Regions from separate parts of the Mus musculus genome. Here all the other regions are linked to region 3. A link is a contact called in public ChIA-PET, HiChIP or PLAC-seq and promoter capture Hi-C data. All regions are on one chromosome and are shown on one strand. Each heading gives the region's core, a stretch centred on a gene start, on an enhancer-like site or on the middle of the called end of the contact. The rest is flanking DNA. Distances are from core to core; before and after follow the strand shown. Region 1 holds the start of Tifab (TRAF-interacting protein with forkhead-associated domain, family member B). Region 2 overlaps Faf2 (Fas associated factor family member 2). Region 3 holds the start of Caml (calcium modulating ligand). Region 4 holds the start of Zfp346 (zinc finger protein 346). Region 5 holds the start of Hk3 (hexokinase 3). Region 6 has its middle 15 kb from the start of Gm31657. Region 7 holds the start of Cdhr2 (cadherin-related family member 2).

Region 1 (3,307 bases), core at 229-2,728, 560 kb after region 3:
GTCCAAGGGGCATGTGGGAAGGCCCCATCCAGGGTCTGCTTGGTCCCTGCCTGGCTTTAAAGAGTAGACACGGTCATATCTACACGCCCCACACCACCTAGGATTTATTGCCACTTTTAGCAAGAACCAAGGGCCGAGTGAGGTTCCACAGTAATTATATTCTTTCTCTAGCACTTGGCTTTGGTCTGCAATATATATATATTTTCTGCTAAGAAGACATGTTCTATCTTAAACTCTGTGGGGAAAACATTGCTCATCTTTCAGGGCCTGGTTCAAATGCTTTCTTCCCTGAGGAAAGTGACCTTGTCTCTGTCCTGTGACATCAACCACAAGGACACCTGGCCAACCCCTAACTTTTCATGTTTGCATTCCCCCAACTCCCAGGCTCCCAGAGTTCCACAGGCTCTTGTCTTCCTCAAGCTCCACTTCTGTCTCCCAGGCATAGGGTATGACCCACCCTGTAGTCCCTATAGCACCAGACCACAGAAAATGTCTGGAGGCATACCTGCTAAAAAAAAAATAGGTAAGGATATACCCACATACAGAAGTCATCTCTCAGCCCAATGAAAATGGGAGCCTAGTTCTTGAAGGCTGTGGGATAGGGAGCCTGTGCTAGTTTGCCAGGCTTTTGCGCTGTTGTTTTTTGAAGGTAGTATATCAATGGGGATATAGTTGGTAGTGGGGCCTTGTCCCCCCATTCCCCCGAGGATACCCTTTCCCCAGCAGACAGATGGATACACCTCAGGCTACTGCCTTCTGACCCTGAAGACCATTTCTTCCTGAGGCAGGATTCAGGTTGAGCCCAGGATGGAGGGCTGGGCACCAGTGCCCTTGGACTTGGTGAGAGTACAGAGTTCATCCTTTACAAAGTCAGTGTCATGGCCCAATGATATTGAAAGTAAACGTGGCCCTGTGGGATCTCTCTCTGAGTGCCGAGCAGTCATGTCTGATGGAAGCAGCACTCCTGCAGAGGCAGACTTGTTTGTCTTGGATCCCAGTTGATTGGGGAGAACAGAAACCCAAACCTCTTAATAGTTACCATGGCTGCTGACAAATGGAAAGGTGCTGGCTCTGGCCAGGGTTCCTCTCCTAGCCTCACCAGCCTCCCTGGGGGTCCTGGTCCCCACGACCTTCACCTACCTTACCTCCGGGGTACACCTGGCACTAACTCTGCAGCTGTGTGATCAGGCAGGACCTGGGCTGGAGGAAGACCTGGGCAGGCAAGCGCGTCCGTGGTTCGGGCGTGCACTGTGTCAGAGAGCACGTCAGCTCTGCCGCTCTTCCTTTTTCCTCTAGGAATGAAATTGAAGTATTATTTTCTCTTGCAGAAGTGGAACCGCTTGCTTGAGTTGTGAAACGGGTGCCTCTCTAGGAGGGGCCTCCGGATGGTACGCTTTCCTGGGTCTCGGTGCTCCAGCCTCTATTATTTCAGCCTCAGAGACCACAGAGTATCAGCTTCTTCTGTCCTCTGAGGGCAGAGAGCTGCTGACAGGGAGTTCCTGGGTTATGAGGTTCCTTCCAACTGTCTGGGGTTGGTCAAGGAAGCCGTACGTAATGGAGGATCTCTAGGGAGTCTCAGAAGAGACTGAGACACAGGGGAAGGGAGCCTGTGGGCACTCATGGGAAGGAACAGGAGCATGTGGGTACTCATGGGAGGGGACAGGAGAGCATGAACACTCATGGGAAGGGACAGTAGTGCATGGGCACTCATGGGAATAGGCCTCATTTATTGCATGCAGAAGGCCACCTGCTGACTTTGTCCCATTTCTCTCCTTAAAATGACATTTAAGATACTGTACTTCTGAATTAACCTGCTTGGCATAAGACAGACCTTGGATGAGATCTCCGGAGTACAATTGCCTACCTTTTTTTTTTTTTTTTTAGTTTTTATTTATTTATTTATTTATTTATTTATTTATTTATTTATTATTGTATGTAAGAACACTGTAGCTGACTTCAGACACACCAGAAGAGGGTGTCAAATCTCATTATGGGTGGCTGTGAGCCACCATGTGGTTGCTGGGAATTGAACTCAGGACCTTCCGAAGAGCAGTTGGTGCTCTTAACCACTGAGTCATCTCTCCAGCCTCCTACCTTCTTTATTTTCTGATCCCATTGCCTTTTTTTCCCTCAGGATCCTGTCACTGAAGAGTGACTTGCTGGCCCAGCTCAATGAAACAATGATGACATCTTAAGATGGGCTTCATTGTATATATTCTATATGTATTTAAAATACATAAACACTTATGTATGTATTATTAAAGCCAATCTAGGTGGAATGGTTACATATAGTTACAGAGTTTCAAATTCCTTTCCATTGTCCAGGATGCAAGGACATAAACTGCTGCTAGACATAATAATGTAAGGACACGTGCTCTGATTTCATGTATAATCGCTAAAAGAATAATAATGTCTCTGTAATATCAAGCTAATAGATGGAGAATGGGACAAAAAGCAGTTTCAATGAAGGCTGTGTGTGCTTAGAAAGGCCAGCAGAATAAGGAGGACACATACGCAGGTGGAACAAGGATAGCCCAATCCTGGCCTACAGTTGGGTTGGGTAGAACGAGAGAGGGGACCATCATGCATTGCTTTCCCTGAGCAGAGACTCACTCATTCCAGAGGTTCTCCCGCTGTCTGCTTTCAGGAGGATTTGCTGATGTGCTGAGTCCTCCAGCACAGTGCCTTCGAGGCTCAGAGGCTGCTTGCTCTTCAGGGGAGCTCGGAGACCCAGCTATTCCCCAGTCTACCCTAGAGTCAGTGATTTCATCACTGACTCCAAAGCTCAGAGGTGACTTACCAGGGTCACATAATCAATCTCCGGCACAACCAGGTGAGGACCCCGGTGGACTGATCCCCAGTCCCCAAGGCCTGCCCATAGTGGAATTCCTTGTTTGCTGGGCCACAGAGTCCCTCTAGGCCATGCTTTGGGGATAGTCTTCTGGGTCTGGGATGAGGGGAGTTCTTACTCTGTCATCAATGATTCGGGCTAGGTGGGAATGAGCCAGGCTGCCTCTCAGAGCCACTGATGGCTGGGAACAGGGTGCTTTTAAGAGGCATTTAGCTCAATGGATGGATGGATGTGGCTTTAGAACCTCCACCTGCCCTTTCTGCACCCTTCCCCCACCACCTGTGCCCAGGTCCTCCTGGCATTGAAAGAGGAGGAGTAAAACAGGGTGACAATAGTAGCCCAAGAAGTGGCTCCAGCCCAAGGAGTAGCTCCAAGGATGTTGCAGGCTTACTGATGGCCTGGGAGGATGAAAAGCCATGTGTAGGTTGAACAGCTGGATAGGACCTCAGGCTCATT
Region 2 (3,581 bases), core at 258-2,757, 960 kb before region 3:
TCTGCTGTCTGGGTGCCATTTCTCTCCCTGGGTGAACTGTGGACTTCACATTTTGTCCCTGAGGCCAGTTCAGTCTGTGACTCCCAAAGACCTGTGAGCTTGAAGACACCTGTGACCATTTGCTATTGCTTAAATTGCTTCCAAAATATTCTGCCAGTTGTTCCAAAGTCAAGTCATGGACAATGGAAGGATTTATTTCCAGTTCTGCCCCTCATTCCCCTCTGAAGTGGCCTCAGCTGAATGACCATGGGGGTGACCAAGCAACCATACCTGAGTAAGTTTTACAGCCTCAGTCTGGTCTTTTCTTCCTCTGCAGAATCGTCTGTGGCAGATAGGTTTTGTGGGGGGTTTTGTTTTTGTTCTGTTTTTCTCCTTGCTTGCTTCCACTATGACAGAAGAGAAGGCAAGATTCCTGTTTCTTTTAAAACTTAAAATAGAAAAAAATTAACTAGAATTTCCAACTGATGAGTTATTATGAAAATTGCTAATGGTGCCAAGGCCAAGGAAAGAATGTCGGGAGGTGACTGAGAAGGAGCAGTAGCCCCCAGAGCACATAATCAGAGGGGTCGCCTGGCGCTGAGCAGGGACTGCCACCTTACAGCTGGTTGGCTTCTCTGTTTGTCTCGGGGAGAACGCAGCAACAAAACATGCATCCACAAGAGATGCAGTGCCCCTCCTGTACTGCACCTGAGTAGTTAATAATTTCCTGAAGAAATCTAGTGTACTTTAAATTTTTTCATAAAGGTTTACATTGTATTGTAGGTTAACATTAAACGTTTTATAACAAAAAAATTATAAAACCAGCTGTGGGTCTTTCTGTCTGGAAGCTTTCCCATGTGGAGGGAAGGGTGAAAGCCAGTGTGGAAAAGCATCGGTCCAGTGATTTAACCAGACCTTCCACACACAGCCTGGATCCTGTGAGAAGCAGTTACCTAGCTGGTGTGTGGAGGAAGAGGGGCCTGCTGGGGATCAGGTTTCGGCTGTCCTGTATCCGCTTTGGTTCAGTCAAATTGAGTTGCTCCAGTTGTAAATGAAGCTAACCTTCCTGCCTCTTAGAAGTTTGAAGAGTAAATGAAATCATTGACTGTGTATGGAACACCCAGCAGACACACCACATGTGTGCACCCTGACCCACAGGTGCAGACTCGACAGGAGCATTGTCATGGAAGAGTAGCGGTCCGTTCCTGTGTCCGAGCTTCAGCCCTTGTCTTCCCTGCCCTTTCCTGGTACAGAGAACTCATTCAGAGAAATCCATGGCTCCTTGTCACCTTCACCCCACTCTGCTGCATCTCCAAGGGAGTGGGAGGGAGGTGCCACTTTCCTTAACCCTTATGTGTATGGTTTTTATAGCTGCATTCACATCTGCCTCACCTGTGTGCACACCTCTGTCTCAAAAGTACATGGGAAATATAAATGAATAACATCTGCCCAGAACGGCTGCAAGACTAGTCACCTGAGGTCAGAAGTATAAAAATGGATATTTCACAATTTATTGAACACTTATCTGTAAAACTTGTGGTAATAACAGAGACAAGGACAACTTAAGCTGATGATGCCAGACCCAAGGCTCAGCAGTGATCCTGGCCATGTGATCTCTATTTTCTAGATTTCAGCTGACAGATCTCTCTCTGGATGGTAACTTGCCACGTAGACCAGGCTGGCCTTGAACTCAGATCAGCAGATCAGTAAGTAATGGTGTTAAAGGCATTTGCCACTTTGTCTGGCCTGGCTGTAATTTTTTTTTTTTTTTTTTTTTTTTTTTTTTGGCTTTTTGGCTTTTTGGTTTTTTGAGACAGGGTTTCTCTGTGTAGCCCTGACTGTCCTGGAACTCTGTAAGACCAGGCTGCCTCGAACTCAGAAATCCACCTGCCTCTGCCTCCTGAGTGCTGCGATTAAAGGTGTGGTGCTCCACCACACCGGGCTCGTGGCTGTAACATTTTACCTTAACGGAATGGGGATCGCTGTGAACACAGGTGTTTGCTAAGCACACGTGGTTGTGTTTGCAGAAATGTGTCATTGTTCAGTGAATGTTTGCCTGAGTGGGTTGGAGTCTTCAGTAACAGAAGACTGGCCCAGTATTGTGGGTGAGTCTGAGACCTCTCCCCAGAACTGTCAAAACAACAAAACTTAATCCAGGTATGAATAAAGGGTTAGGGGAAAGTGTGGGCTTTGCTTATTGGCAGATAATGCCTGGCCTCTGACTTACCTAATTTGCAGTACTTTTGGAACGCCTGTGTGCTTTGAAAAAAAAAAAAAAGACACATACCCATCTATTTTGAGAATAAAGGGGCCAAAGGACAACATGAAGGCACCATTTCTTGTCTTCATGTGGACCCCAGGGTTTGAACTCTGATCGTCGGGGTTGGCAGCTAGCACCTCTACCTGCTGAGCCACGCCCCTGAACCTCCAGTGCTATTTACTCCTGCGAGAGCCCGCTCCCTGTACCTCAGCCACCATGCTTGGTGTGTCTTCACAACCCTAGTACTTCTCTGTGTCCCTCTTGCTAACTCTCAGAATGACACCCTGAAACCCCTAGGTTTCTCCCCTTTAAGTTGAGACTTCCTTTCCCTGTAAGATCAGCCCTGTTCAGTGGAACGCTAGGCATGTCAGTAGTACCAGCTCCTCCGGCGGAGGCAGGAAGGTTAAGCCCACCTGGCCTACAAGAAACAAAGTCAGTAGAAGCCACTTGGTGTCCTGTGACTTGTCACCAGGAAGCAGGATCTCTTCTCTGGCAGTCTGATGGGTGACCCTGAAGTTGAGTGTTGAGGCACATGCCACCCACCTGGACTACGTTGTCCCTGTCTGACTGCTGCCAGCCATTCTCCAGATACCGACAGCCCATATACTCACCAGATGACTCCCATGTCTGCAATGTGGGTTCCCTAAAACTTTGTTGTTACTGTTTTCTTTTGAAGATTTTAAGATCTTGTGTGTGTGTGTGTGTGTGCCTGCATGTCTGTGTGCACCACTTCTGTGCCTGATGTCCTCAGAGACTAGAAGAGGGTAGTGGATGCCCTGGAACTAGACTTGCAAATAGTTATAAACTGTGGATCCAGTTATCCAGTGTATAAAACCATGTGGATGAGTGCTGAGGTGTCTCCTGGGTCCTCTGCTAAAGCAACCTGTGCTCTTAAATGCCGATCCATCGATCTATCACTTCAGCCCTGTAACCGTTTCTCCTTTTTTGTTATGTCAGGAATTAAACCCAAGCAGGCATCATAGACCTTGGGGGGTGGGGTTGTTTTGTTTTGAGACAAAATCTATTAAATAGCCCTGGCTGTCCTAGGACTCACTATGTAGATCAGTCTGGCCTCACACAGAGATCCTCCTGCCTCAGTCTCCCAAGTAACTGAGATTGAAGGCATGTGCCACCACCATGCATGACCAGTATGGGTGTTTTTTTTTTTTTTTTTTTTCTTTTTTTGGCTTTTTTGAGTCAGGGTTTCTCTCTGTAGCCCTGGCTGTCCTGAAACTTACTCTGTAGACCAAGTTGGTCTTGATCTAGAAATCTGCCTCCCAAGTGCTGGGATTAAAGGTGTGTGCCACCACTGCCCGGCGTAATTTTTTTTTTATTAAATTTT
Region 3 (3,527 bases), core at 784-3,283:
GCATGTGTAAACTCATATTTAAGGAATGGTATTGAGAAGGATAAAGAGTGTAGCCTTGTTGGGAGTGTGTCACTCAGAGATGGGGTTTGAAATTTCAATAACTCACAGCAGGCTGAGTCTCTTTCTCTTTCTCATGGCTTGCAGATCAGGATATAAGGTCAGTTACTGTTTCAGAACCTTGTGTTATACTGTACTTTCCAACATGATGATCACGGACTGATAACCCTCCAAAACTCCAAGCAAGCCCTAAGTAAAAGCTTTCTTTTATAAGAGTTGCCTTGGTCATGGTGTCTCTTCACAGCAATAGAAAAGTGACTAAGACAGCAACATTGGCCATTTAGGTGTTTGTAAAGCTGGTGGACATACCCATGCACCAGTTACTCTCTGTCCAAACAGAAGGAATGACGTAAGAGGAGAGACAGCTGTGCACCGGAAGTCAGGATAAAGTGAGGCAGACAGCAGTTTTTTGTTTCCTTCCTTCCTTCCTTCCTTCCTTCCTTCCTTCCTTCCTTCCTTCCTTCCTTCCTCCCTCCCTCCCTCCCTCCCTCCCTTCTTTCTTTCTTTCTTTCTTTCTTTCTTTCTTTCTTCTTTCTTGAGACAGGGTCTCAGTGTGTAGCTCTGGCTGTACTGATTGTGTAGACGAAGCTATCATCAAACCCACAGAGAATCACCTGCCTCTTTCTCCTCATTGCTTAGATTAAAGGCATGCACCATCATACCAGGCTAATTACCACTAGTTGATAATCTGTTGGTGTAGAACAAAATTCTGGAGCCACTTGTCTACTGATGGAATGCATCAATTGCATCTTGAGCTTCCATTTCGTACTGGGTGGGTGTGTTTCATTGCTTGGTTGCCCATCAAATGGGAACCTGATCTGCCTTGCTGACAAACACTGCCGCATATGATGGCTTTCATTAGTTTATTGCCTCTAACCTTAATATGATCACTGTGCTCAGGCCTGACCCCTTCCTTGGGTTTTTCATGGGCTATGGTGAGCTCTGGGGTGTCTCCTCAGCTGCTGCTTCACCAAAGACGTACCAGGTCTGATCTGAAAAGCCCAACAGCTGGCACACGCCATGTCAAATGGGCGGCTTCGCAGGGAATGAAACAGTTAATTTTAACTGCTCAAGCTTGCACTTCCCGAAATACTAAATCTGGCTAGTATTGAACGGTTTTAACTCTTCGCATTCCTTCAGCACGCCACCACTTGAGCTGGGGAGAGAACTCAGAATGAACAAGCTGGTTCAGACTGCAGGATCCTTTGTAATATATAATAATACCGCCGAGCGGTGGTGGCGCACGCCTTTAATTCCAGTACTCGGGAGGCAGAGGCAGGCGGATTTCTGAGTTCGAGGCCAGCCTGGTCTACAGAGTGAGTTCCAGGACAGCCAGGGCTATACAGAGAAACTCTGTCTCGAAAAACAAAAACAAACGAAGAGTATACAACCGAGCCCAGGCCCGTTGTCTGTTCCTAACGTGAGCTCTCTGGCTACCGAGGCAAGGCTGTTAGGTGTAGCCAGAGTCCGCAGTGTGACTCCCGGATTAGTAAGAAGGAGAGAGAGCTCTTTCTGCAGCTCCATAGAGAAGTGGACGGCCTGGGACTGGATAGTGGATTGAGGCTCCTTCGTTTGTTGTCCAGACATTTTCAGTAAAGAACTAGGATCACCACAGCCACCAAATCCCAGGGCCACGCTCCCGGAGAGCGTCGCACCCGCAATTACGTATCCAAGGAGCAGAGACGCGTTGGCTGGTAAAAAGCTCCCGCCGCTGCAACCTCCATTTTGCTTCCTGGCAGAGAATAAAATGGACCTGCTCCTCACTGTCATTTCACTCATCAGGAGGGCATCCGTCTCTTCATCTTCGAGAGCAGCTGTGAGGTAACCTGGTGGCGAGAAACCTGAGCACTGCGAGCCAACTTAGGAAGAGGGAACCCTTGAACTGGGCTTGCCCTCACTGAACATGGCGGCAGAGCCTGGCGCAGCCGATTAGCGCATGCTCACGCTTCAGTTCCCGCCCCTTAGAGGGCGGGATTACAGTGGGAGTGGGAGCGAACTCTGCGGCCCTGCCATAAGTCATCCTTGCCTTTACCGTCAGCCTGATCTAGACCGTAGAGAAAGCATGGAGCCGGTGCCTGCGGCCACGGACGGCGGGGAAAGACCCGCGACGCCGTCGGGCCTGTCGGCTTCTCAGCGGCGAGCGGAGCTGCGGAGGAGAAAGCTGCTCATGAACTCCGAGCAACGCATCAACCGGATCATGGGCTTTCACAGGCCCGGGAGCGGCTCGGGTGAGAGCTTCGGTTTCCCGTCTCCCGCCCACCTCTTTGAGTCTTCAAGCTCCTTCTGCCCACTCCAGCTCGTAAACATTTTGTCCCCAAAATGCATTCTGACCGAACTCTGTCACCGCTCCCTAGGTGACGACCCATATTATATTGTCGCTTAACCCCAGGACGCTCCTTGTTGCTTCCTATTTTCTTGGATCCTTGCCCGGAGGTCGTCTCCACCCTGGCTACAAAGCCTTCGTTCCTGAGTCTCTGTGTACGGTTATCTGAGACAACCCCTATGTTCCTGATTACTCGCCTTTCTTGAAGGCTGTGCATTTTATCCCCAGACCTCCCAGGGAGATTTTCCTATAAGCTCCAGATGCCTTTATTCCCAGTTACTCCCCATGACATAGCTTTTGCCTTTTGCTTCGTAACTCTCGTCCACCACATCAGTCATTACTCAACTGTTGGCTGGTCCGTCCGTTGTGGATTAGAGACCCTATTTCCCTATCTTGGTGGCTATGCTCATTGCTTTCAAAATTATCACCTGTCACACAGGTCCTCCCGAAAGATGTGATGTCCCTGCAGAGATTTCCTTTCATTACCATACATACATCACGTTTCAATAACTGCATTTGCCCTAAGAAAATTCATCTTTCATGCAACCTTGTGTCCAGGACACTGTTTTCTTGTGGACACAATTGAATTCTACTATGCTTGGCCTCTCTAAGTTTCGATTTGGGTGTTTCCTTTAGTAATTGGCTTTTTAGTTGCTCTTTGTGAGCTTGGTAGAACTCAAGAATTTCTCTGAGGCGTTAGAGATATAGTTCTGAACTTCTAGACAATATAAATGAGAGATATGGCTACCACTTTCAAAATCATCTGAAACAGTACAGAAAATATTTTTTTTGTAGTGATCATTCTGAAGATATTCTTAAAGTGTTGGTGTTTGTCTTTCTCAAGTCCCTTTCTTATTCTGTTCTTTTGCTTGAAAAATTTTATCATTTTTAGAGTTCTCTCTTTAAAAGCTAGAACAGCATCCTAAAAGTGCCTGCTCATAGCTGCCCGGGAACAGCAACAGTGGGTACAGGCGGCGCCACACCCTGTGCTCACAGTTAGAAATGCAACTGTAAAATAGAAACCTTGAAAGACTTCAATGATTTTGTATTTTTATCAGTATTAGCTAGTGAAAGAAACTGAGGCACACCTCTTGAGTATTTTGTCTGTGAAAGAGCTATTCTTTATTCCTTGGGACATCCCGTGCTA
Region 4 (3,290 bases), core at 153-2,652, 520 kb before region 3:
GGGCTACATAGGTCCTGTCTCAAAAATATAACAACAAATAATAATAACAATAACAGTAATAATAATAATAAAACTAATATTACAGCAATATAAGACCAGCAGTGCCCTATTTTACCTCATTATCATGTAAAACAGTGTTTTGTTTTGTTTCCTACCGTGTAAAATGGACCAAGATTCCATTTTACAAGCAGCCTGTGTCTCCACCTTGAGGGTAGAAGTAAACTGTATTCCTCAGTGGACCCAAACTCCTATTTGCTCGGCACCACTCATCGGCAGAGATTGATAAACGACTTATTCCTGAGAACAGAGGATGCTACCTCATAAACTTATTGGGAATGAACTGAGAACAAGCCCAAGAACTTATCAGATACTGCAGACCAAGGAGAAGCTCTAACTCTCTCATCCAGACCCCATAAAGTGAAGATGGCTCCCAACACTAGCCTCAAATACATCATGACAATCCTCCTGCCTCAGCCTCCAGAGTGATATAATTACAGGCAGGCACCACATCCAACCTTATTATTGTCTGGGTTTTTGTTTGTTTTGTGGGTGTGTTTTGTTTCGTTGAGAGATGATCTATTATTGGAGCAGAGGTTTGTCTTGAACTCCTGGTCGTCTTGCGTCCTCCAGAGTACTTTGACCACAGCCTTAACTATCTTTTTCTCGAACAATGTCTTTTTTTTCTCAAATGTGCATTTCTCTAACCTTAGTCTCCCAAATTTTGGAATAGCAAGTATGAGCCACCGTGCTCAGCCATTAGTAAGTGCTTCTTAGACAGGGTCTCAGGTAGCCCAGGCTGGCCTCAAGCTCCTAATCTTATATCCTCCACCTCCTGTGTATTGAGATGAAGAGCTGTACCATTATGTCTGCTTTAATAAGCTAAGTAAAACATTTCTAGAATCTGGGTCTTAGGTTCTCTTCCAAAGAAATGGGAGAAATTGCCGGGCATGGTGGTGCATGCCTTTGATCCCAGCACTCGGGAGGCAGAGGCAGGAGGATTTCTGAGTTCGAGGCCAGCCTGGTCTTCAGAGTGAGTTCCAGGACAGCCAGGGCTACACAGAGAAACCCTGTCTCGAAAAACCAAAAAGAAAAAAGAAAAGAAATGGGAGATAATTTTCCACATATAGAAAAAGGAAATGACAAGTGTCCGTCAGTGGCTCACCTTGAGCAAAACTGAGAGCCCTGAGCTAAGAAGTGATCAACATGAACCGTTTTTTTCCAATTCACTGGACTCCTAAGGCGCCAGAGGAACCAAAACAAAATGAGCCTCTGGGCCCCGCCTCCTCTGGGCCCCGCCCCCTCAGGGCCCCGCCCCAGCGGGACTCTGCAGAGCCCAAACTTCGCGAGAGTTGCTGGCCGGGTCAAATCCCCGCCCACCCACTGCTCGTGGTAGCAGGCCGCATGCGCAGCTTCTTAACGGCGCGTCTTGCCGGAAAGATGGAGTGTCCTGCGCCCGATGCTACGGATGCTGCGGACCCTGGAGAAGCCGGACCGTACAAGGGCTCCGAGGAGCCGGAGGGTCGGGAACCGGACGGAGTGCGCTTTGACCGCGAGAGGGCGCGTCGCCTGTGGGAAGCTGTGTCCGGTGCGCAGCCGGCGGGGAGGGAGGAAGGTGAGTCGGGGGCTCCGGGGTTGGCGGCTGGACCGAGGCGGGATGGGATGGCCCTGCCTCCTGTCACTCCCCTGGCGCCCGCCAGCCTCTGCACGACGTTCCGGAGCTGCGAGCTCGCTCTCGCGAAGGGTGCTGGACCTAGTAACTCGTTACCCTGCGGAATTTGTCCGTCCTCCTTTCCAGGGCGTTCACTTGCGAACAGTTTCCCCCCATTCTAGGTCTTGTCCTCTTAGACAGCGACAGGACTTTCCCAGCCTGACTCGTAGGCGAGCCAGCCCCCGTCCCTGTCTGTCTTTAATTCCACAACTCCACATTGCTTCTCTTTCCTCTCAAAGCCCTATGGTTCTGACAGATCCGAATAGCTTTATTTAATTTACTTCATTATTATTACATTTATTTTGCGACGCCTCTCACTGTTCCAACTCGTGGTGGACCTCCTGCCCTCATCCTTCCTAGTGAGAGGGAGGACCAACGTGAGCTCTGGAAGGTCTTCTTGAATCCCAGCTCCTGGGCTTGATGACTGCGTCCTGGTTTGCCATGTTTCTTCCTTGGTAGACTTGGCTGGCCTTGAACTTGCATGGGTCTCCCTGCCTCAGTGTGGGCATCGCTGGCTTGCACCACTATGTCCTTCAAAACCGTATTTCTGTGTCTGTTGCCAACAGCTTTTTCCACTGAGGAGGCCCAGGAGGCGGGGAAGCTTAGGTATTCATCTTGCCTCTGACTGCTTCATCTCACACTCGATGCAGAGTTGTGGAGAACAGTGTATACTCACTCAGGGTGCACTTCTGGGCAGAACCTTACCAGATGGCTCTGTTTGAACCAAAACTGGGTGGGTAACAAGGATACTAGAGGAGTGCAGGGCGAGCTGGCCTCTTTCTCTTTTCAGAGTCCCTTCCCGAGCTAGCTACTTAATACTAACCCAAATGTACAAGAACTGTTATCTGGGTTTCTGTGCTAACCTATCAGGTCCCTGCAGAGAAGTCTTTCCCTGGTTATTTTGCTTGCTGAGCAGACTAATCTTGGGAAGTTTAATGTGTTTGTGAACTGCTTGCCCTGGATAAAATTGGGATTTTTTTTTTTTTTTACCATATTAAAGGGAGATATATTTAAATTTTTAATATGTTTTTATTTTATGTGATGAGTGTTTTGCTTGCATGTATGTGTATATGAATGACAGGTACCCAAAGATATAAGAAGAAGGTATCATATCCCCCGAAACTCGAGGTACCATTATAAGCTACCATGTGGGTGTTGAGAACTGAACCCCTGGTTCTCTACAAAAGCAGTACATGGCCTTAACCACTGAACCATCTCTCTGACCCCAAGATACGTCGAATTTAAGTGTATGCATCCCCAATCTAATACTGTTAAGTCTGGCTCCTAATAAATGTATATGCCATTTCTGAGTCTCTACTTTTGTACTTTTAAACATTTTTTTGAGCCAGTTGTGGTAGCAGATACATGTCATTTTCAGCACTCAAGTGGTTGAGATAGGATCAAGAATTCAAGCCAGCTTCAGCTATATACTGAGTTTGAACCAGGCAGTTCTGGCACATGCGTTTAATCCCAGCACTTGGTTGAGTCTCTTAGTTCGAGGGCAGCCTGGTCTACAGAGACAGTTCCAGAACAGCCAGAGCTACACAAAGAAACTGTCTCAGGGAGGGAAAAAAAGTTTGAG
Region 5 (3,464 bases), core at 252-2,751, 600 kb before region 3:
AGTCAGGCACTGACCTAATCCAAATGCCAATCCTAGCAGTCTGTTAGATCACACCATGGCAGTGTAGCGGTCCCTTGAACACAACAAAGGCAGATTCCTTTCTCCACTAGCCTTCCACAAATCTGCCCTCAACTTGGCCAGAAGCATCAAGAGTTTTGCTTAGAAGGGAACAGTCACTTAGCCCCTAGCTGGGGCTCTGAGAAAGAACTTTAATGCCTGTCCTCTCTTTCTTGTCCCCACAACTACTGACTATTCCAGGAGTCTCCTGATATTTCTGCTTCCGCAGGTTGAATCTAGCCCGGCTCACGCTGTCATGGCTCCTCCCACAGATGGAGCCAAACTCTGTGGTACTACTGCAGGATCCTCATTTGCCCTCACCCCAAGCTTCCTCTTGCTACTCCTTGAGCTTCTGAACTCCACACATGCTGACTCCCTGTCATCTGCTTTTTAGTTTTCACTTAAGTTGGTCCCCATTTCTGAAGGGCTAGCCTCATAACCTTGTGATGTCTGAGTCACCTCTGCACTTCAATTCCGGGACAGGGTTGGGCAAATTTAGACCTGGTGCTCGTGCCTGTAAACATAGCACTTGGTTGACTGAGGCAGGAGTATCAGGAGTTTGAGGACAACCTGGGCCACATAGTGAGACCCTGTCTCAAAAGGAGGCAGTAGATTTGGTAAAGCAAGAAATTTGTTTCTGACAACTCTCCCCTAAATTATATGTGTGTGTGTGTGTGTGTGTGTGTGTGTGTGTGTGTGTATCACCACTTAGTTTCCAATCTGTCAGAAGAGAACATACATTCCAGTAGTCTGTTAAAGGATAAAATAAGGTAACTGACGCAACTATCTTCGTTCAAGGCCCAGCTAACACAATCATTCACATACTTACCTGCTCGCACACTCAACATTTACTCCGCACGTGCCAGACGATGAGGTTTCCTGCAAGGAACCCTAGGATTTAAACTCTAGGTTCATACATTTGGACCTCTCTCTTCTTCCAGTGAGGGGCATGTCTCCATTCCACTGTCACCAGAAACAAGTCGAAAGTCTACACATGTTTGAATTAAGAGCTTCTTGACTTTTCTCATCTGAATCAGACATGGTTCCAAAGTGCTGCTTTTGAATGGTATTCTAGAGACCGGTCCTGAGGCTGGGCACCACCGTCACCAGTGAGAACTCATAGCACAGTCTTGCTAACCTCCATTAGCCATAGGATAAGCCGAGGGCTTGAGACGAGGCCTGCAGGAATTAGAGGAAGTGCTTACCTGGGAGATTCAGAAGTTGATCACCTTCCTCGGGGGCTCAGCTCTTCTCCCAAATATGACCACAGTGATACTGGACTAAACTCAAAAGTGAAAACTCTGGGTCAGCTCCCCAAGCTCCACCTTCCTCTGTAGCCACTTAACCGAAATCTGCTAATTCAGGAAAGGGCACTTCCCTACAAATCTGCTCTCAACGGAGCCCAGAATGGGCAGGGCCATGGTACAAACAAGCCAGATGACCACAGGAAGTTGAAGGCCCAACGAGGTTAAGAACTCCAAAATATTCTCTCAGCAGCGCTAGGAGCGCTGTTCGTGTTATACACAAAGTTTTCAAGTGCCAAGTTCCTTGGAAAGAAGCGGAGACCAGCCTAGAAATTTGTGGTTGAACTAGGCAACGTGTCAAAATGTAGTAAGCAGAACTGTGTAAGAAGCAATGTAGGAGCCTAAGAGGAAGGGCCATCATGACTGCAGGAGAGTGGGCAGGGCAAGTTGGTGAAGTCCTTTCACAAAGAAGAGAGCATGTATGCAGTCAAGAGTCGTGCGTGCGTGTGTGTGTGTGTGTGTGTGTGTGTGATAGAATCAGGTATAGCTCTCAGGACCTAATGAGAATGCCCGTAGTTGAGATACATGGCGGAAGAAGTAACTGCCAGGCCGAGAAGTCTAAAGAGTCCGTAAGGCAAGATGGGGCAAGAGGTTTGCCTGGGGGTCTTCTCTTGTGGAAGATAGAGTTCTTAAGCTTCTGTGGAGCTACTCTACTGGCCACTACACTGCTTTTCCACTTAACTGTTTTCCTGAAATACAGTCTTGGGGAACTAAGCATGTGTGTGTGTGTGTGTGTGTGTGTGTGTGTGTGTGTGTGTGTGTTCAGCTACCCCCAATATATCAACTAAAGAAATGAATAATAATGAAAAGCAGTGTGTGTTTGGAAGAGGGACAGATAAAGGGGTCCAGTGACCTCCAGGACTCTCTGCAGGGTACTTAGAAGAGCTTTATGCTCAAACAGTGAAGGAGTGGGGCAGAGTCAAGAGATACACATAAGTTAGCAGTATTGATCCAGGTGTGCTTCCACCCCCTCACTCTCAGCTCTTATCCTGCAAGGTAGTCTGACAAGCTCTTCTGTCATCCAAAGGAGGCCAGTCTGGATACCACACTTGTCATTTGAGAGGAAAGTGCTATCCTGCGAGACTTTGCTGGTCCCAGAATACAAAATGACTGAGGTTTAGGACGTGACCTAACTTTGTGCCTTCAGCCTTGAAGGAAGAGATGGGTCAGAGAGACAGGCACTCCCTGAGTAATTAGCATGTCCATGCAGAGCAAGCTGTAGTCAGACACAATGCCTAACAAAAGCAGCTTCTAAGTGCCTGTTAGAACTCAGGCAAATTGGTGGGCACAAGACTGCTATTTAGCAGTCATGCTATTATTCAGTTAGTGAAGGCCTCCACAGGACACAGGCGAGCAGAGGTGGCTCCTGTAGCAGCTTTGATGTGATCTGACCTATAAACACGGCAAATACAGCCCTACCTGCAGTTTCCTGGATACCAAGCAGACATACAAGCTTTGAGAGACAGAGAAGTCAAGAATGATGTAGGGGAAGGCAAACTGACCGTGCTCTACAACACAGCACCATGCTTAGTCTGAGGCTCCAGTGCCTTAACTCCATTTAGTCGGGGGAGATTATGGAACTGAAAGCGAAAGCCAAGCTATGATTCACGACAGCGGCAGACTCTAGTCAGCATGAGGGTATGCTCCTGGAAGTTATTTCATGACTCTTTGTCCGTGATTCTCAAAGTCCCGTTTTCATTTCACCAGGAAGTGGGTTGTCCTGGCTGTAGTTGTCACAGTGCCAGAGAGCTTCTAAGTCAAGGCCAGGGTTTGACGTCTGTGAACATTTTGGTCCAGTCCTGTCTGTAACAGAGGCACAGCACTTGCCAGCGAAGGTCAAGAGGACACAGGATGGCTACTAACCAACAAAGGAGAGTCAAACCCTGACAAGGCTCCCTCAACACCTCCTAGTGCAGCCTGCAGCCACCCAGAAGGAATGTAGAATGGGGAGAGCCAAACAGCAAAACCAGGATATCACCGCTGGGCTGGAAGGCCAGGTCCTCCCTGCTATGCTCCTCTCAGCCTACAATGCCCATAGCCAGCTTCCCGATCATCTTCCATACTCTTTATGCTTTGGATAGGCCTCATGGCTCTCACAGGCAC
Region 6 (3,742 bases), core at 347-2,846, 530 kb after region 3:
TTGATATTATATCAGTTGTACTAGATTCATTCTTGATATATAAACTTGACAGAAATTAACGGAGCTGTCTGGAGTTTTCCTTGGTGGAAAGATTTTGAATTACAAGATCCATTTCTTGAGTAAAGTATTATTTAAATGATCTAGTCTTAGTTTATTTAAGTTATCTTATTAAAATTATCTATTCTTAGTCAGTCTCGATACTTACTTTACCAAGAATTAATTCCTTTCAGTTGAATTTTTCAGTCACCCAAATTAAATGACTGAGATTATATGCTTTCCTGTTTTTATCTAGTGCCTCTTTTAATTTTTTTTTTCTTTTTCTTTCTGGAGATAGTGGTTCTGCAGCCCAGGCTGGCCTGAGCTAGAGTTGGTTGTGAGCAGTCATGTGGGTTCTCTGCAAGAACAGCAAGTGTTTTTAACAGCTCCCCAGCCTCCAACTCTAGGTTATTATTTGTAAAGCACATATTTGACGTTTGGCACATCAGAATTTTGGTGCTTTTTTCTGGCTTACTTCTAACACACACTAATAACAGGTGATCATAAGCACAGAAAACTGTTGAAGTTCTTTTGGGCTCAGCATATGGCTCTCCTCTGTTAAAATGTTCATATCCACTTGGCAATAATTTGAATTTTATTATCACTAGGGACATGTTTTATATATCAATTAAGCCAGGTCTATTCGTTATAGTTTTCAGATTTTCAATGTCCTGGCTGATTTCTTGTCAGGTCTGGAGTGAGATGTGTGGAAGTCTTGTATTCCAAGTCTTGATTGGTCCATCTGTCTTAATTCTGTCTGTTGTGACTGCATCTTTTGATGCATTAGATACATTTATGTATGTGTCTGCATGTGCTTACATACACATATAACATGATTTGCATATGAACACATTAAACCTATATTGTGAGCTATGGACAGGCTAGGACTGTGAATTTATTAGGAAATGAATTGTTCTACACCATTACGAAATGGTCACTTTTCTTCTTTAAAATGTATCTTAAAATCTATTTATCTAATATTAGAATTTTTACATCTCCTTTGTTTAGACTTTTAGATTGCATCTCCCCCATCCCCACCCCTAATTTTCTATGCTCCTAAAAAGATTCTGGGACAACATGGAAAGTCAAGAGTTAACTCTGTAGAGTCAACGTTCTCCAAAGGGAATTACTGGTAATTATCCCCAGCCTCCAGGCCTGAAAAAGACTGTTCAGTCTCAGCCCCTCTCTCATGTATGCTCCCACTTCTCTTCCTTGTCTCTTTTCTCCTTGTAGCTTCCTTGAGGTCATATCTCCTGATTCAGGTCTGCTTGTAAGTGTCTGTCTTGGTCTATCTTTAGGAAACCTGACCTAAAATCCTCTCTTTCTGGAGCTGTGGATATGAGACCCCAATTGAAAACCCAAGCTGCGTATTGAATACTCTTTTGGCTGGGGTGCTCATCAAAAGTTCTGCTAAGCCGCTGGGCTATACACTGAACTCGGGAGTTCCCATCTCTCTTTCATCTTGCTCTACAAATCTTCAGTTGCTCTTTGGTGCTGTTAAACAGGCTGAGCTTTTTGTAGGTATTTTTAGCAAGGGCTCGTTATGGGGGTGAGGGGAAGCAAGCTCCCATTCCAGGAAGCAGAACTCGCAGCCTTCGGTTTTACTAGGAAACCACAGAGTGATGTGGAAGAAACTGTTTTCTTGCAGGTCCGTGGCTCTGCACGACATGTGTGCTCTCTTCCCCCACCCTGACCCCGTGTTTTCATTTTCCAACAGCTACGTGTTTAGAAGTTTTGGTAGCAGGTAGCATAGTTATTACATAACCCCTGCAGCTAAATCTTCCAGCTACTGAGTTTTTATACGTGCAGAAAAACATACAGGTAGGGTAGCCCTTGGAACAACGATGGTGCGCGCGCGCGTGCGTGTGTGTGTGTGTGTGGGGGGGGGGTGTGGGGGTGTGTGTGTGTGTGTGTGTGTAAGTGGGAGCCAGGTGTCAAAGAAGCCTTCTTAGCTGTCCCCTCCCCATTTATCCAAGAACTCTCTGGCCACCGCACTGGAATACCTGCCAGAGGGGTCCCACCCTTTCTGCAGTTACTGTCTACTTCAGTTACGTGGTATCGCCCCCTGGTGGTTAAGAACGGTCAAGCCCTTTATTAAGCGGCTCCAGAATGCCGCTGGTCTAAGTGAGCTCTCTGTCTGCAATGGGAAGACAGAATTTTTAAGAGATGCAAAGACATAAGACAGGATATTCAGCTCTTAATATAACAATGAATTTCTCCCTCTGGATTCACAGCTTTGGTCACCTGAGAGCTAGACAGTGACCAGTTCTTTTGTGAATTCTTTGTTTTTGGTTTTTGTTTTGTTTTGTTTTGGTTTTTGGTTGGTTGGTTTTTGTTTTGCTTTAAAAGTCTGGGGCAGAGAGATGACTCAGTGGTTAAGAGCACTTGCTGCCTTTGAAGGAGACCTGAGTTTGGTTCCCATTGCCCACCTGACAGCTCACCACCTTCTAAAACCCCAGTTCCAGGGTATATAAAGCTGTCCTCTGGCCTTGGGGGACACCAGGCACACATATGGTGCATATGCATGAAAGACCTTCATACACATAAGAAATAAAGATAAATCTTTTTTTTAAGTCAATAGGTTGCAGGTTGAGAGGTCACTATGTTTTCTGGGAGACTTAAAATTTTGTGGGGTCTGTCTCTAAATAGACAGTGCAAGTGGGTTAGCGCATAGGATGTGTGTGCCTCATAGTGGAAGAGCTTATGTGTGATGGGGTAGGCTTTGTTGCTGTGCACCTCACACCTTACTCCTTGCTGGTCCATTTGTCTCTTTGTTTCTGGTCAGGTAACACCCCCAAATGGCTCTCCTCCAGATGGTTGCTTTGAGCCCAGGTTCTTTTCAGTCTATGGCTTTGTGCTTCTCTAGCACATAAAAGAGCTTTCCCAGGATGTTAGAGAAGGTAACTGGGGCTGTGCAAGACAGTGGTATGAGCCAGACTTGGAATTCACACTCACCACTGGTGACCTCTTTGAGCATTCTATTGGCGAGGATTCACTGTATGGCTGCACCTGCCCACAAGGGAGGCTGGGAAATGTAGTTTAACTGATCTCTCTGGAAGAAGAGATAAACTATATAGCCAGATCTCTCTCTTAGATCTCTCCCCCCCCCACTTCCAGGGAGGGACAGAGGGAGCTGGAGGGAGAGGGGGGAGGGAGGGAGAGGGGGGAGGGAGGGAGGGAGGGAGGGAGGGAGAGAGAGAGAGAGAGAGAGAGAGAGAGAGAGAGAGAGAGAGAAAGGCAATGAATGTAAGTTTCTGCCAAGGCCTCTCACCGTGTTTACTTAGGCCGAGTTGGTAGCTGTACTGGGCGTGACTGGTTTTCAGCTTCTTCATCGAAAAGGAAGAGGGTTTTCAAACACAACTGTGGTTAATTTCCTGGTCCTAGCAGACAACATGGCTTCTAAGTAAACTTAAATTAAAACCTGAGATAATATAAAAATGTAGAAATGTCGAGCCTGCGCTCTGAGAACTTTCACAGTGTCAGTCTGGTCAACACTGCTTAGCTCAAGAAATAGAGCATTATTCAGGTTCACAAGCTGCCACGGGTGCTGTGGAGGAGTTCTGGTGGTGGTGGTGTTTGTTGTTGTGGTAGTGGTGGTATATGTGTTTGTGTGTGTGACAGCCACAGAACTGTTGATCATTTGTGCTGTGGGTCTCTCTCTCTCTCTCTCTCTCAAATTTTTATCATGTTTTCCCCACCCGGACTC
Region 7 (3,342 bases), core at 567-3,066, 920 kb before region 3:
TTGGTGAGCTTTGCTTGTGGTGGAAAGAAACTCGTCTAAGAACTCCTGAGGTTTCTTGTGGCTTCTTGCAGCTTCAGCAAGCTCCAGCCCGTTGGTGAGACTCCCAGTTTCTTTTGATTCGTGTGTGATGTCTGTTGAGTGGACTGGACTGCAGCTGCTGATTGGGGTTTGGTGTTTCCTCGTGGACTGAACTAAGGAGAAAGAAGATTGGAAGATCCCAAAGAACTGTTTCTAAACAGGCCCACTTCCAGGGGCTGGAGAGATGGCTCAGCGGTTAAGAGCATTGACTGCTCTTCCAGAGGCCATGAGTTCAATTCCCAGTAACCACATGGTGGCTCACAACCATCTATAATGGGATCTGATGCCCTCTTCTGGTGTGTCTGAAGACAGCTACAGTGTATTCATATACATAAAATAAAAAAATAAATCTAAAACAAAAAAAGGTCCACTTCCCCATATCCTTTTTTTTGTTTGTTTTTTGTTTTTTGAGACAGGGTTTCTCTGTGTAGCCCTGGCTGTCCTGGAACTCACTCTGTAGACCAGGCAGGCTGGCCTTGAACTCAGAAATCCACCTGCCTCTGCCTCCCGAGTGCTGGGATTAAAGGCATGTGCTAACATGCCCACTCACTTCCCCATATTCTAATAAACTTTCCTACTACCTCTGGTGGGTGGTGGGCTAGAGGGGAGGTTGAACCCTTATGGAAGTAGGTTGTGAAAAATACATGCCCACACTAGGTGCTCAGCAAATACAGATTCTCCTCCTTCCTCAGAGACGTGAGGCCAGCCTTCAATGGGACCTTGCAGAACCATGAGCTCTTTGGGTAGATTGGTGCTTCCTGAGAACCCGCAGCAGCACACCAGGATTGCACAGGGATGCCTCGGTCTCCAGAGCGAACAGCAGCCACTCAGCCAGGAAGGGGCGCACGGCTGGTGAGCTGCAGCATGGGCCTCCTTCCTACTATGAGGTAAGATGAAATGAACTTGGGGACCTGTTCCCCCGAGGGAGGCCACCACTGGGAGTGTGTGGAGCCCCTGGGGCAGTGTGTGATCCTGCCCTTTGATTTTGTTTGTTTGTTTGTTTGTTTGTTTGTTTGTTTTGTTTTCATTTGTTTTTTGAGACGGGGTTTCTCTGTCTAGCCCTGGCTGCCCTGGGACTAGCTCTGTAGACCAGGTTGGCCTCAACTCAGATATCTCCCTGCCTCTACTTCCCAAGTCCTGGGATCAAAGGCACCACTGCCTGGCTTGTTTTTGTTTCTTTGAGATAACATCTTATTATGTCTGGTTTAAAACTGGTTATAGAGACCAGCTAGGCCTGGTACTCACAGGGATCCACCTGCCTCTGTCTTCTGAGTGCTGGGATTAAGGACATATGCCACTATGCCCAGTGTTGGCCCTGCCCTTTGATGTCCTGCTTAGAGGGGACAAATACAGGGCTGAAAAGGCCTTGTTGGAACTGCAGGGTGGGTACCCCTTCATGCCGGCCTCGGGGCTTGGCCTGAGGGCTCAAGGGCTTGATAGCTGTCAAGTCTCTTCATCCCAAGAGATCTCCCCACACCGCTTTCTCTACAGGTCCCCACTGAAGATGAGCCAGGAGAGGACAGAAGGTCCTGACATGACCTCTGACTGTCACCACCTCTTGCTTGCAGTGAGACCCTGGGCTGGGCATTTGCCCCTTCTCTGTCACTGGGCCTGCCTATTCCTCCAGGGTTTTGCCTGCTCTGGTCACAGCCAGTGCCTTCTGAGGAGGTGTGGTCTCTGCATGGTTAATGATTGCTCAGAAGAGGTGGAGATGGTGCCAAAGTCTGCGCTGTGTTCTGCCGGCCCCAGACGGCGCCCACCTGTGACTGGTGTACATCACTGCCTCTGGGCCCCTTCCAGGGGCTGTCCAGATCAGCTGCTTCTGGGGGGGCTCTTAGCCCGAGGGTAAGCCTGGGTGGGGGGCTGTCCTTGGGATTGAGGCAAACTTTGAGTTCTTTCAGACTCAGTTTCCTGGCATCTGGAGTATGGAGGGAACACCAAGGGGAAGAGCTAGCTGTGGCGTTAGCTACTTGTCATGGGGAGGGCGGGAATTGATGAAGCTACCCGTGAAGCCTGTTTCTTCTAGAATGTAGGGTAAGATCTCCTCTCTAGGCAGTGGCAACCTCCTGTTTGCCTTCCTAAGTCCCTGAGAAGTGAATTGGCTACCTCATCTGTTACCTAAAAGGAGAAGATGAGGAAGATGGCTGAATCTGTCCCGGAGCCTGAGGAGGAAAGGCTGGCTCCACTCCGCCAGGCTCAGATCTTCATTCAGCTCCATGCAGACTTTGAGTGAGCTGCTGACTGCTTTTGGGCCTCAGTCTTTGCGTCTGTGGAGTGGGCACAGTACTAGTAGCCCCTGGAGGGCTCGTGAATCAGATATGGCAGGGTACGGAGGCTGTCCCTCTCAGACTCAGAGATCAAACGCTAGGTCACCTCAGGGAGGACTAACGATGCTGGTCCCAACCCTAACTTAGTCCTTGTCCTGGTCACAGGGTAAAGACTCAGCCAGGCCAGCTTGTGTCTTCAAACAGGACTTACATGCTGACTGGTCCCAGGTAGCATATCAGAGAATAATGACATTCCCCTGACCAGCCTAGGCCATAGCCTGCTCTCACCTCATTCCTCAGAGGAAAACCAAAGCTGAGGACAAGGGAGGCTCGCCCAGTGCTGGACAGACAGTATGTGAAATGCTAAAATCCTAACTTGGGGCCTGATCCATACCCGTCTCTCAGAGGAAGCAGCCAGGAGGGCGGGCACCATCTCTGGCTACAGGAAGCCCGGTATCCCTGGAAACTTAAAGGTCCCTGGGTCCGTATCTTGGGGAGCTGGATCACTTGGCTGGGCTGGTGGAATTAGGAGAGACCTTTGTTAGGCTCAGCAGAATGGTACCTGGGTCTAGCCTTGCCTGCAGCTGGTGATTGACCTTCTATCTTTGTTGTTGACTGTCCCTCTGATCTGATCTCTGTTTTCTTAGGGCAATGGAGAGTAACTGTGAGGTAGCTGCTTCCTTCCTGTGAGGCAGCTGTGGGAAGGAAGCAGAAGCGAAAGGAAGGGCTCAGGGAGCTGTGGAGGCTGAGGCAGGGTGGGGTGGCTGTGGGGTTAGCGAGCCCGCCCGTGGCTGAGCCTTTAGCAGGGGAGGGCTCCCTTCCTCTGTAGCCTTCCAAGATGTCCTGGGGTCTTCACATCCAGTCGACTGAATTGTAGAGTCTTTGGTTTCCTGGAGTCTTGTCGAACTGCGGCCAATGTGTCCGCTGAGACAAGAGAGAGGAAACCCCTGCTGTGTCAGGCCTGGCAGAGCATGACCTGGGTCTGGGGGTCCGTAGA

Evidence for each region. Promoter capture Hi-C pulls out the DNA fragments that hold promoters and counts their contacts. ChIA-PET counts read pairs in DNA pulled down with a chosen protein or histone mark. HiChIP or PLAC-seq counts read pairs in DNA pulled down with a chosen protein or histone mark. Capture Hi-C pulls out chosen DNA fragments and counts their contacts.
Region 1: a contact with region 3 is called in an H3K4me3 HiChIP or PLAC-seq map of the 230-238 cell line, with 11 read pairs. The contact joins the promoter of Tifab here to the promoter of Caml in region 3. A contact is called at or near these places in 2 of 115 datasets of contacts at active chromatin or transcription factors (the 230-238 cell line and embryonic hindbrain).
Region 2: a contact with region 3 is called in a promoter capture Hi-C map of liver, with 2.5 times the contacts expected there. The contact joins the enhancer-like site here to the promoter of Caml in region 3. A contact is called at or near these places in 3 of 39 promoter capture datasets (the C10 cell line, hippocampal neurons and liver), 1 of 484 Hi-C or Micro-C datasets (bone marrow-derived macrophages), 2 of 115 datasets of contacts at active chromatin or transcription factors (bone marrow-derived macrophages and embryonic stem cells) and 2 of 9 other capture datasets (adipose tissue and pancreatic islet).
Region 4: a promoter capture Hi-C map of liver shows a contact between it and region 3, with 2.7 times the contacts expected there. The contact joins the promoter of Zfp346 here to the promoter of Caml in region 3. A contact is called at or near these places in 5 of 39 promoter capture datasets (erythroid cells, liver, pre-B cells and 1 more), 3 of 484 Hi-C or Micro-C datasets (CD4 T cells, the G1E-ER4 cell line and muscle stem cells), 4 of 115 datasets of contacts at active chromatin or transcription factors (astrocytes, effector CD8 T cells, large pre-B cells and 1 more) and 2 of 9 other capture datasets (adipose tissue and liver).
Region 5: an RNA polymerase II ChIA-PET map of memory CD8 T cells shows a contact between it and region 3, with 9 read pairs. The contact joins the promoter of Hk3 here to the promoter of Caml in region 3. A contact is called at or near these places in 1 of 39 promoter capture datasets (liver) and 1 of 115 datasets of contacts at active chromatin or transcription factors (memory CD8 T cells).
Region 6: an H3K4me3 HiChIP or PLAC-seq map of bone marrow-derived macrophages shows a contact between it and region 3, with 4 times the contacts expected there. The contact joins the enhancer-like site here to the promoter of Caml in region 3. A contact is called at or near these places in 2 of 39 promoter capture datasets (cranial neural crest and stem cell-derived epiblast-like cells) and 2 of 115 datasets of contacts at active chromatin or transcription factors (bone marrow-derived macrophages and embryonic hindbrain).
Region 7: a contact with region 3 is called in a promoter capture Hi-C map of liver, with 2.8 times the contacts expected there. The contact joins the promoter of Cdhr2 here to the promoter of Caml in region 3. A contact is called at or near these places in 3 of 39 promoter capture datasets (the C10 cell line, liver and pre-B cells), 3 of 484 Hi-C or Micro-C datasets (B cells, CD8 T cells and muscle stem cells), 6 of 115 datasets of contacts at active chromatin or transcription factors (astrocytes, bone marrow-derived dendritic cells, embryonic stem cells and 3 more) and 1 of 9 other capture datasets (liver).

The regions. Positions count from the first base shown.
Region 1 is chr13:56,177,407-56,180,713 of GRCm38.p6, forward strand. It overlaps Tifab (TRAF-interacting protein with forkhead-associated domain, family member B), which reads right to left and starts at 1,479. Exons shown (of 3, transcript NM_001168615.1): 1 at 1,141-1,479. It overlaps Gm31657 (a long non-coding RNA gene), which reads left to right. Exons shown (of 8, transcript XR_382472.1): 3 at 2,648-2,833.
Region 2 is chr13:54,663,269-54,666,849 of GRCm38.p6, forward strand. It overlaps Faf2 (Fas associated factor family member 2), which reads left to right. Exons shown (of 11, transcript NM_178397.3): 11 at 1-795. Among named protein-coding and RNA genes, the nearest start is that of Rnf44, 23 kb to the right of the region's middle. Within about 2 kb of position 1,508, at least 6 of the 459 cell types and tissues checked have an H3K27ac peak or open chromatin away from gene starts, as enhancers often do. A contact at or near this core is called in liver, where this site is marked.
Region 3 is chr13:55,620,972-55,624,498 of GRCm38.p6, forward strand. Caml (calcium modulating ligand) reads left to right here and starts at 2,034. Exons shown (of 4, transcript NM_007596.2): 1 at 2,034-2,285. The coding sequence starts at 2,120.
Region 4 is chr13:55,103,907-55,107,196 of GRCm38.p6, forward strand. It overlaps Zfp346 (zinc finger protein 346), which reads left to right and starts at 1,403. Exons shown (of 7, transcript NM_012017.2): 1 at 1,403-1,612. The coding sequence starts at 1,438.
Region 5 is chr13:55,019,884-55,023,347 of GRCm38.p6, forward strand. It overlaps Hk3 (hexokinase 3), which reads right to left and starts at 1,502. Exons shown (of 19, transcript NM_001033245.4): 1 at 1,263-1,502.
Region 6 is chr13:56,149,940-56,153,681 of GRCm38.p6, forward strand. No RefSeq gene overlaps it. Among named protein-coding and RNA genes, the nearest start is that of Gm31657, 15 kb to the right of the region's middle. Within about 2 kb of position 1,597, at least 99 of the 459 cell types and tissues checked have an H3K27ac peak or open chromatin away from gene starts, as enhancers often do. A contact at or near this core is called in bone marrow-derived macrophages, where this site is marked.
Region 7 is chr13:54,699,647-54,702,988 of GRCm38.p6, forward strand. Cdhr2 (cadherin-related family member 2) reads left to right here and starts at 1,817. Exons shown (of 32, transcript NM_001033364.3): 1 at 1,817-1,923.